2 separate regions of the Sus scrofa genome follow, and region 1 is linked to region 2. Evidence: chromatin contacts called from public Hi-C data. All regions are on one chromosome and are shown on one strand. The core of a region is the stretch at or near the end of the contact, and the rest is flanking DNA. Distances in the headings are between cores, read along the strand shown. Region 1 has its middle 46 kb from the start of DARS. Region 2 holds the start of CXCR4 (C-X-C motif chemokine receptor 4).

Region 1 (5,831 bases), core at 2,405-4,904, 100 kb after region 2:
AACCAGACCAACTTGGAAGGAAACACAAAGCCATGGGAAAGAAGATAACGCTGACCACCCAATCACCTCTTTTCCAGAAGAATCAAAGCCTTACAATGCCAAGGCCACCTGCTCAAGTCCAGGAAAAGAAGCACTGGAAGAAAAAGAAATTCTGATGAGGATGCAATGATAGGTCAACCTAGAAACAAGTTGCAGGGCCAAAGGAGGCCACATTCTTTTGCAGTAACTACTCGGGATAACCATGCCCCCAAATAGAGGCATTTGCCTGCCTTCTGTTAAAAGCATCAAAAGATAACCCATATCCTTTACAGAGTTCACAGCCCTATTCTACTCAAAAAGAAGATAGCTCCATTTCCAAGAATGTTCGAGTCTGGAAGCAGAATAGCCTAAATGACCAATAAGTCCCTTAGACTTAAAACACATTTGCATTCCATGTGTCCGTGTTACAGTGAATATTGTATGAGGGGGAAAGCCAAGCCTTTGCCAAAAACCATATATGCTTTCTGGTGGAATGAACTTGAACTTATATTTGTTGTTGTTGTTGTTGTTGTTTTAGGGCCGCACCTGTGACATAGGGGCCCAGTCGGAGCTGTAGCCACCGGCCTACACCACAGCCACAGCAACACGGGATCCGAGCTGCATCTGCAAACCTACACCTCAGCTCACAGCAACACCTCATCCTCCACACACTGAGCTAGTTCAGGGATTGAACCTGAGTCCTCATGGATGCTAGTTGGATTCCATAACCGCTGAGCCACGATGGGAACTCCCTGAACTTAATTTAGGCAGATAGGTGGATCCTCTGCCCAAAATAGCTTTTCCAGTGTTTATCACAAAGCCCACCATTAGCCATCCATCCTCCTTACTAATTACACGCCAGCTATGTAAGGAAGTGTGGTTTTTCACACTTTGAGATTCTGTTTCCTGGCCTCTTTCCCTTTATCATGCTCCTCCTCACTCTCATCCCCACTCTGGTACTCCCTTTCTTTAAGATTAGGCTTAGGTATCATTTTTAGGAAAATTCACTTATGACCCTACTCTCACCCTCTTTCTGTGTTTCTATAATAACCAATTAATATCAGCATGATTATATATAGACATTTTCCCATCTATTCACATTTCCAGTGGATATCAAATGTTTAGTGAGCAAAATATTCACTTGAGGAATTTGTTAAAAATACATATTTCCCTCGCCTTATTCAGAGATTTTTTGAGTCAGTAAGTGTGGGGTAGGCTCAGGAGATTATATCTGTAAATAAAACCTTCCCTAGTGATCCTGATGCTGGTGTACACCAACAACACTGGAGAACTCCACCTTGTCTGCATCCCAAGCCCCTTGACAATTGAGGCTAGAAGCCATCTTTAATTCTTCTTCATATCCCCAGTCTCGATCCAGAAACAATCCATGGCCCAGGGAAAGTCAGTATTTCAAAAAGTTGTTGAGGAGTGCCCTGGTGGCTCAACCAGTTGAATATCTGGCATCGTCACTGCTGTGGCTCTGTTTACTGCCTTGTCGATCCCTAGCTGGGGAACTTCCACATGCCAAGGTACAGCCAAAAAAAAATCCTTAAAACAAGAAGTTGTGAATAAATGAGTTCTGAAACATCTCTGGTTGAAAAAACAAACATAAAATAAATTCTTTTTGTGGAGTAATTGTGAGTGCATGGCCAAGAAAAGAAATTAGATGATAGGAGTGATGGAAAATCCCTGAAGTCAATTTTCCAGTTGCCTCATATATTTTGCCAAGAGACCTTCCTGCAAATCTCTTCTTCTTTTTCAGCATCACCCCCCTTTACTGGGCTTCCTTCTGCCCACCATGCCTGGTGTTACACCAATCAGCTATCTATGGGATTTTATATCATATTTATATTGCATCCCACGCCCCTCTAGTATTGCAGTCAGGAAGAAAGTGTGTGTTAGGTTATATGCCCTTCTGTACTTTCTGATCATTTATTCTTAATTGGTAGTGCCCAACCTGTGATAGAATGTTTTAAATCTAAATTTGAAAGACGACCGGGAAAGGTTCTTATAATATGCCAAAGACAAGAACAGAGAGTAGTCTGTGTTCAAACAACCAGTAAAATCAGGACAAGAATATAGATCTTGGTTTGTAAAGTAAAGCTGTGTGTGTACTCTATTTGGTATAGATGTTAGCCATGCTAGGAAAGAAAAAAAAGAAGTGTGTATGTACATATGTGGGTGTGCGGTTACAAATGAGCTTGCCAAGAATTTTCTAGTTTCTTATTAGAGTAAAATGGGTTTGATTCTTTGTCTTGGTGTCTCCCATCCTAATTCAATGGGAGCTGAAAATATTCTTCACCCAGCCCTCAGGGTGAAAGAGTTCTGTGCTACAGAATGCTATTTTGTTTTCAGGCTGTTTGATATTAATGGCTTGATTACCAATATGGTGGTGTAGCAAGGAGTTTCATTTGGGGAAGTTTTAGTACTGTATGTCAATGAATACTAGAAAAATATTCTTTTATGTCTCTTACACATACACACACAACTCTGATTTTCCCACTCCCCTTAACAAAGCCCTTTTCAAACACTCCCTCTAAAAAGTGTGCCATTTAAATAAGTTTAAACGAATTTATTTATTTTGGGATAATCTTAGGTTTACAAAAAAAAGTTGAAAAGAAAGTACAGAGAGTTCTCATATATCCTTCATCAATTTTTTGTAATGTTAACATCTTTCATAATCTTGGTCCATTTGTCTAAACCAATGATGACAAACATAGCAGCCTGCTGGCCAAATTCAGCCTGCTGCCTGTTTTTGTAGAGGCTGCAAGCAAAGAAGAGTTTTTATATTTTTAAATGGTTGAAAAAAATCAAAAGAATAATATTTCATGACACATGAAAAGCATATGAAATTCAAAATTCAGTATCCTTAAAAATTTTTATTGGAATATAGCCACACCCATTATTGTACATATTGTCTATAGACCCTTACCACTATTATGGTGGAGTTGAATGGTTGCACCAAGAGACCATAGAACCCACAAAGCCCAAAGTTTTACTTTCTAGTCTCCTATAGAAAAGTTTGCTGACTCCTAGTCAAACCTAAGAAATTAACATTGCTACATTACTGTTAAATAAACCACAGACTATTCATCACTAGTTTTTCCACTAATGTTTCACGATGCAATCCAGGATACCATATTGCATTTAGCAAACACTTTTTGTATAGTGAGAGTCTGTTTAACCACCAGGTGCACGATCCTACTTTGGAAAATATTTCAGCTAACAAATGAATTTCAGCTGGCCATTTGAACAGGGTTTGTTTTGTTGTTTGTTTGGGATTGTTTACATGTTTTACACAATAGGCAGACAATTTAATGCAACATCTGGGCTAGGAATGCTGTGAACTTGAAGATGGAGGAAAAGCTATATTTGTTCAAGCAGTCCACGTGCGGCGGACCAAGGCAGGATACCAACTTGGACCCTTCAGAAAGGAGGCTCCCAGTGTTCCTCTGTGTACAGTGTGAGGCCTTCCCCTGGCCACATGCAATCCCCGACCCAGCTCCCTATCCTTTGTTTCCTCTTCTCCCAGCCTGGCCTGTGAACACCGCGGCTCTCCCTTTCACCCACTACCTCGGCTTTCAATGGGCTCCACAGGCACAGGCGGGCGGCGTCCGGTTGCCGGGCAACGGCCTGAGAGGCAGCACACGATGCCGCCAGGGCCGAGACACATCCGCACCAGCCCGTCTGCGCCTTGAGCCTGTGGCCTGATTTCTCCCTCTCCATTGTTGTAGCTAACACAAAAGGCTACAACTCCAGTATAGTCACGGGGGCTGCATTAAATTACGCGCCAGGCCGTTCTTCGGGCCAGAGTCTTTGTGACTGCGATGCGTGCCCTCTCGGTGCCAGAACTCAGAGTCTGTGACAGGCAGGCTGAAGCGCTTCGCAAGCGTGGGCGAGTCCTCTCCCTCCCTCCCTTCACCACATCCGCCCACCGACCGCCTTTGTTCCTTTCAGCTGGCTGCCAGGCTCTCGTTTGCCTTTTGGCTGGTGTGAGATCACTCCAGCGGCGGTCTTGGGCATTCCTCCCCACTTGCTTCCTTCTCTCCCACGTTTAGCGCCCATCTAAAAAAATCCCAGGCCTACTTGGTCATCTTTTCTTATCTCTTTCTCAACCATCCTCCACTCCCCCATCCTCTCTCTCTCTCTCAAGTTTTTGAGGCTGCTGTTGCCATGGCATTCAAATAACTTAGGAGATGAAGGGAGATTTTCTTCCGTGTCTGCCAAACGCCCCAAACTTCAGGGGCCGAAGTCAGCCTGAGTCGCTGGGATTTGCCAGTGCTCCCATGTCCTCCAGTCTGAAGAGTTACATTTAACTCACCACCTCTATACCTTGATCCACTGTTCAGCATCGTGTTTGGATTTGGGAAAGTTTGGTATTGAATTGGGAAGAGAATTTTTAAGTCATGCTTAGAAGCACTTGCACATAAAAGCTGGAGGGGGGGTCTCCTCCCAAGGAAAAACATTGTAAGACCTGAAAGTATTTTTCTTCAACAGTGTAACATGGACAAAGTGTATCATATTAGCTATTTGATACCAGTTCTTATTTGCTGATTTGCTGAGGGAGAAGTTCACGAAGGTAACACTAACCTTTCTGCCTTTTTTAAAAATCCTATTAGGTGAAATGCCTGCTGTTCAGCTGGGGTTCCCAGGTGTGGGCTACCCCCACAGTGCTTTCTTCTGCCAGGGGAAATCTCAGCACACTGGCTTCTAACAGTGTGGGAATCCAGGTATACCTTGCACCTGAAGCCTCTTACCATCTTTGTGTTTCTATATTCCCACTCCCTTCTCAATAATAGTCTGCTAAAACACAGCCATGATGAAATAAGTTTGGTCTGTCTTGAGAGGGATTTAACTACACAGCTACAACTTATTTTTAATGCAGAATTCATTATTAAATAAAATTCCACATTTTATTTAATGTGGAAGAGAGAGAGCAAAAACTGTATATTTTTTAATGTATTTTGACTTTTTCAGTTTCCTGATGTTGAACTCCAGCTACCATAAGTAATCAAGCAGGGGGGTGATGTACAACTATTTGTCAGCTGAGGTGGCACAAGCATTGAGCCCTCTGAACAACCTAGCAATGAGCATGGACCCTGGCTGGTAGCCTCCATGGGTATGAGCCCACAAAACACCACCACTGACACCCACTAGGATCACAACAAATCCATGCCAGGCACTTGAGTGAGGGTGAAGGAAGTGCCAAAAGGCAAAACATTGTCTTTCCCTCAAGGTATTTATTAATTGGTTTTAAAAAATTAAACCAGGATAGATGAAATGATACTGATTGATAGAAGACAATAAAATTAACTATTCATAGCTTGGGATTTTTCTTTGTAATAACAAGAGCTAAATTTTTTTTTTTTTTTTGTCTTTTTGCTATTTCTTGGGCCGCCCCTGCGGCATATGGAGGTTCCCAGGCTAGGGGTCGAATCGGAGCTATAGCCACCGGCCTACGCCAGAGCCACAGCAACACGGGATCCGAGCCGCGTCTGCAACCTACACCACAGCTCACGGCAACGCCGGATCGTTAACCCACTGAGCAAGGGCAGGGACCGAACCCGCAACCTCATGGTTCCTAGTCGGATTCGTTAATCACTGCGCCACGACGGGAACTCCAAGAGCTAAATTTTTATAATTCTATGAAATTATTGGTACTAGGAGTTCCCATTGTGACTCAGTGGTAATGAACCCAACTAGTATCCATGAGGAGGTGGGTTCCATCCCTGTCCTCACTTAGTGGGTTCAGGATCTGGCCTTGCTGTGGGCTGCAGTATAGGTCTCAGACACGGCTCAGATCTGGCCTTGCT
Region 2 (5,852 bases), core at 2,686-5,185:
CTCAGTCAGTGAGTTAAGGATCCCAAGTTGCTGTGACCTGTGGTGTAGGTCGAAGATGAGGCTTGGATCCCATGTTGCTGCCACTGTGGTGTAGGCCTGCAGCTATAGCTCCAGTCTGACCCCTAGTCTGGGAATTTCCATTTGCCTCAGGTGTAGCCCTAAAAAAAACAATAAATAAATAAATAAATTTATTTTAAAAAATCAGTTTAGGTAGGTTTATCCCAGGGGAAAATGACCTGAGACCATTCCTTCCAAAAAAGAAAGGAAAACTGTTATAGGAAAAGTTATCATTATCTAGTAACTACTTTAGGAATTGGAAAGGTATGAGAAGGGAGGCATTTTTTTCTTTTTTATCATATTGACTTTTTTCTGAATATGAAAATGTTTAATGTCTACTATAGAAAATTTGGAAAGAATACAAAATGCAAGGAAGTGGAGTTCCCCTCGTGGCTCAGTGGTTAACAAACCAAACTAGGATCCATGAGGACGCAGATTCAATCCCTGGCCTCACTCAGTGGGTTAAGGATCCAGCATTGTCATGAGCTGTGGTGTAGGCTGCATTAGCTCCGATTCAACCCCTAGCCTGGGAACCTCCATATGTCATGGGTGCAGCCCTAAAAAGACAAGACAAAAAAAAAAAAAGAAGGAAGTAAAAAAGTCAAATTTAATTCTGCACCCATTGAAAACTCCTATAAACATTTTTAACTGAGATCACACTATATACTTAGTTTTTCGGTTTTTTTTTTTTTTTGTCTTTTTGTCTTTTGTTGTTGTTGTTGCTATTTCTTGGGCCGCCCCCGCGGCATATGGAGGTTCCCAGGCTAAGGGTTGAATCGGAGCTGTAGCCACTGGCCTACGCCAGAACCACAGCAACGCGGGATCCGAGCCGCGTCTGCAACCTACACCACAGCTCACGGCAACGCCCGATCCTTAACCTGCCGAGCAAGGGCAGGGATCGAACCCGCAACCTCATGGTTCCTAATCGGATTCGTTAACCACTGCACCACGACGGGAACTCCCATATATACATAGTTTTGAAACCTGCTTTTTTGGGGGGGGTTGTGGTCCACACGCATAGTATTTGGAAGTTCCCAGACTAGGGGTGGAATATGGAGCTGTATCCACAGCCACAGCAACACCAGATCCAAGCCACCTCTGCAACCTACACCACAGCTCACAGAAAAACTGGGTCCTTTAACCCACTGAGCGAGGCCAGGGATTGAACCCGCATCCTCATGGATCCTAGTTGGGTTTGTTACCATTGAGCCATGAGAGGAACTCCTGAATCCTGCTTTTTGCAACTATTGTTTCATAAGCATGCTCCAGTCATTAAAAATTCTTCAAAAACATCATTTGCAATGGCCATAAGGAATTCCACATATGGATGTACCAACATTTTCTCAACTATTCCACTAATTTCTCAGCTATTCCTGGACACTTAGGGCTATTTAGACACTTCGCTATTATAAATAATGACTCCATGAACACCTCCGTGGTAAAAATCCTATTTCCTTAGAATAAATTTCTATAGGTGAAATCACTGTTCTAAGGTTCCTGCTGAATACAAAGTGTTTTCCACAAAGGATGTCCCAACCCACATTCCCACCAGCCACAAACGAGAGCCAGCTGGTCTCATCAAATCCTGAGACCCAGTATTATCTTTGGAAAGAAAATGTTCAGCCTAATTTGATAGTCTTGAAATAGCATTTCATTGTTCTCTTAACTGTCTTCTTCCTTTCAGATATACCTAAAAGGATCTAAAGGAATCCTCAGATAAAGAAAAGGAACTTTTCTTTTGTCTGCAAAAAATCAACAAATATTTATTGTGCAAGCCATTTTACTCTGAATTTATCCTCTCTCCCCTTTTGGGGTGGTTTTGGGAGATTCCACTTTTCAGGTTTTAGCTGCTATGAAGATAAGCGTTTTAAGGTACATTGCAGCTGACATGCTGGGTCAAAACATACTGATTCTGCCACTACCAAACTTCATGAAAAGTCGAGGAACCTGTCTGAATTTCCAGCCCTTCGGCAGATAGAATGCCTGTCCTACACTGTTTATGAAATTGTGAAGATCCTAAAATTTTATCAATGATTTAATAAGAGTATAAGTGCTTTTAAAACTTTTTTTAAAAAAATTCTACACAAGCTAATACTATGATTGATTTTATCTAGTCATTATTGTGTCCTAAAATGACATTTTCTGAGAGGGTTCCCCTCCTGACTCCAAGATCAGCTTTCAGTAGCTGAGGACCTTTACCCATAAATAAGGGGTCCAGACAAAAGAGAAAAATTATTCTCTGTAGAGAAATTGTTCCCAGCTTACTAATCACTGTCTCTGAAACACCTCTCGATTGAAAGGTTTTATCTGGAAGAAAAGGCAGGCTGTGCTTAGGATCCAGTCTGGGCAAGCCCTCTTCCTGGGACCATCCCAGGGTGGGAGGCGGCCGGGGTCCGAACTGCAATGCAACCACCCTTCGGCCGGCTGAGGCTCACACTTCAGTCCTCTTTGTCACTCCTGCGGTCACCCCCGCCTGCGGTCGCACTATTTCTTGACCCCGCCCCTCACTCGGTCCCCGGCCCCACCCAGGCTCCGCGCCGGCGGGAAGTGGTGCGAGACTGGAAAGCACTGTCTGGGCTCTCACTGCAAACCCCAGGCGGTCTGAGACATCTTTAAGCGTCCAGCTTACACCCCTAGTCCCCCTCGCCCAGTTCTTCAACTTAATTTCTTACCGGTGCCAACTATTATCTCCCTCATTGGGTCGGACGGCAGATGTGGGGTCCGGTAGATATGGATTCAGGTCGGGTATGGAATTCCCGGCCAACCCTGGCATTTCATCTCTGCAGATCTGCTCCCTGTTTCCTTCGCATGGGGGCCTTGTCCTCGGCTTCACCGTTGCATCCCCACTGCCTAGAATAGTGTGAGGCATGCAGTCAGCCCTCACTAAATATCTCTTGACTGAGTGCATGTTGGTAATGATAATACCCACAGGGTGTTGTGAGAATGAATGAGTGATTCTGTGCAAGCGCCTTGTGATTTGTTACAAGAGTATTATTCGCTATTTCCCTTGTAACAAAGCGTATATTCTTCTTCCTTTTTTTCTTTTTTTTTTTTTTAAGAAGGTACTATTCACGAATTGATTACCCGGGAATACACTTCTACTTCTCTATCACAGTCCTCCTCCAGAACAATACCAAATCATCCTACCTTCTAAAAGTGTTGTCTACACCTGACCCTGATACTATTACTGTAGCTGTGCATATCTAGTTATATAGAGTTGTGCTCTAAAGAAAAAAATCATTACTTATTTTATTTCCTGAATGGATTGCATCTGCTGAAAGAGCTGGGAATGGAGTCAGATATTGGATCCAGTGCCAGTATTGCCGCCTACTGGTTGGGTGACTCTGGCAAGTCACTTCCCGCCTCTGTGCCTCAGTGTCTCCACCTGTAGCCTTCCGAGGACTAGAATACCATCTTCGTGAGCAAGGATGGACGCGCCACACAAGGACGCGTCTGTCGCCCGCGCTTTCGACCTCCCTCCAGGCGCATCCTGCTTTTACAAGTTGGGGCACGCTTCTCGGATGCCCGCCCCAGCCGGAGATTCACGAGGTGATGTTGAGCCAGAGCTTACAGCAGCCGCTGCGGGGCCTCCCAGGATTATCCCACCCGGGCCGCCTAGGTGCATACCCCCTTGCCCCTCCCTCGCACCCTCCTCCCCCCTGCCCCTGGTGTACCGTTCTCCGGCTCCACCCCGCCTTTCTCCCCGCCCCGCCCTCCCGCCCACCGCTCAGCGCATGCGCCGCCCACAAAGCGTGTTTTTATAAAAGTCCAGCTTTGGCCAGAAACTTCAGTCTGTTGGCTGCGGCAGCAGGTAGCAAAGTGACCCTGAGGACTTGAGTGCTCCGGTAGCCCCCGCGGCTGGAGAGTGAGCAGTTACCATGGACGGGTTCCGTGTAAGTCCAGTTTCAACCTGCTTTTTCTTAAACATACAAACACTTGAACTTAGAGTGCAACCCCTCTCCAAACGGGCAGAAGCGACCCGAGTATTGGAGGTGCCCGTGCCCGGGAGGAGGGTCATGGAAAGGAGTTTTACTGCGCCTGGCTATGGGAGGGGGTGGGGTGGGTATTGGAATCTTTTTCTCTTGGATTAGAGGAGAAAAGATTGGAACGACCGTTTGGGTGGTTGCATGTATCTCCCGCTTGAGTTCCACGGCGCGCGCCGGGCTTGCACACTGTTTGCAAACATAAGAACATTTTGTGCACAAGTGCAGAGAAGACACTCGCGCTGCCCGGGGACTCAGACCATGGGTCCCTTCCTCAGGAGAGCGGGGATTTCTTTGGAGCCAATTACATTATCTGAATTTGAAGGTGGAGGGCGGCGCGTCCGGGCTGAGTTCCCAGAGGGAGCCGGCGCCCCTGGTTATCTTAAGGCAAAGGCTCCTGGGGACCCCTCTTGGCGTTGGGCGCGTGTTCGCTAAATTCTGCTGTCGGCGGAGCTGTGCCAGTGCCCAAGCACTGAGTAGAAGGCGGGAAAGGCGAAAGGACGCCGCAGCAGGGTGGCCCGGAGCAGCGCGTGCGCCTTGGGATTGAGGGCGTCGCAAGCACAGTGGGCCCCGGGGTTCTGGAGTTTGGGGTTGTGCAGAAGTTGAGGTAGTTTATAGTCGAGGCAGCGGTCACAGTGCAGCAGCGCCCCTAGGAGTGCGGGGCGGGGGCTGGGAGGGCACCTGCGCTGCCGGTAGTTGTGGCGTAGACAAGGCAGGTGCAAGTGGGAAGACCGTTTGGCTCTCACAGAGATGAGCTGCACCAATTAACCGTCGGTGGTTTCCTGGAGCCCTTTGAAAAGCGAGACTTTTCGTTTCCCCCAGCGGCGCGCGATTCAAAGGCTCCCGCGGCGGAGCCGCCCAATCTCTCGGCGGCACCCGGCGTGCTGCAGGCCAAACCGCTGGAGCCGCAGACCGCCAGCGGTGGGCATCGTGGAGGTCCGGAGCTGGACCATCTGGTCTCCAGCGCGTCCTCCGCCTGGAGGCTTCCAGCTGCAGACTTCCCACTCCATTAACTGGATCATTGACAGGGTGGGAAGAGCCCCGGGAGGGTGAGGAAATGAAACTTGGGGCGAGGACCACGGGTGCAGACCCCGTGACTTTCTCCTCCCATTAAAATGCTGTGCTCCCTAACGTCCCAAACGCGCCAAGCGATAAACAAGGGTTTGGCGGAGAGACCCACGCCCCTGAGTAGCGCCGGCCGTAGTGGGGGTTACCCACTTCTGACACCCCTGCCCCCAAGCACCAAAGCCGGTCGTTTAAGATCGCAGTGTTCTCCTTCCCCACTACGGGTTACTTGAAGTACAGAAGGGTGTTTGTGTTTAGAGAGTCGTGGAGAAAACAAAGCTTTGTGTTTTAGAATAAGAATCTTTGCCCCCGCCCGGTCCCAAGAGCTTCTTCCTCCCCTCTTCCCTGTCCTGATGAAACTCTTAGAGAAGTTAATCCCATGTCCTTAGAACACAAGATTCTACCCAACTCCCACCCACTCGCCCCCACCACCACGCCGCTAGGAGTGGCCTCTTTGTGTTTTGTTTTGGTTTTTTCCTCCCAAGGTTTTTTTCTTCCTTCTAGTGGGCGGGGCAGAAGAGTTAGCAAAGATGGGACTTTGAAACCCTCAGAATTTCAGCACCCTTTTGTTTAAACAAAGAACTTTGTAATTGCTTTTACTAAAGAGGGATTTAATGAAGCGACTCTGGGAGAAGATGGGAGGAGAGATGTAGGAGACCAGAAAAATTCCCTTGTGCCCTTACCCCTGTACTTTAGTAGAAGCAGAATTTCTTGAAGAAGGCTGGGCTGAGTTGCTTTTTATAAATT

What was found. Hi-C and Micro-C count contacts between places; a contact is called where the count stands out from the background.
Region 1: a contact with region 2 is called in a Hi-C map of skeletal muscle, with 4 times the contacts expected there. The contact joins the enhancer-like site here to the promoter of CXCR4 in region 2. A contact is called at or near these places in 5 of 47 Hi-C or Micro-C datasets (embryonic fibroblasts, epiblast stem cells, fetal skeletal muscle and 1 more) and 2 of 2 datasets of contacts at active chromatin or transcription factors (alveolar macrophages and skeletal muscle).

Annotation. Positions count from the first base shown.
Region 1 is chr15:15,761,832-15,767,662 of Sscrofa11.1, forward strand. No RefSeq gene overlaps it. Among named protein-coding and RNA genes, the nearest start is that of DARS, 46 kb to the right of the region's middle. Within about 2 kb of position 3,655, at least 54 of the 83 cell types and tissues checked have an H3K27ac peak or open chromatin away from gene starts, as enhancers often do. A contact at or near this core is called in alveolar macrophages, epiblast stem cells and skeletal muscle, where this site is marked.
Region 2 is chr15:15,659,717-15,665,568 of Sscrofa11.1, forward strand. CXCR4 (C-X-C motif chemokine receptor 4) reads left to right here and starts at 3,936. Exons shown (of 2, transcript NM_213773.1): 1 at 3,936-3,950. The coding sequence starts at 3,936.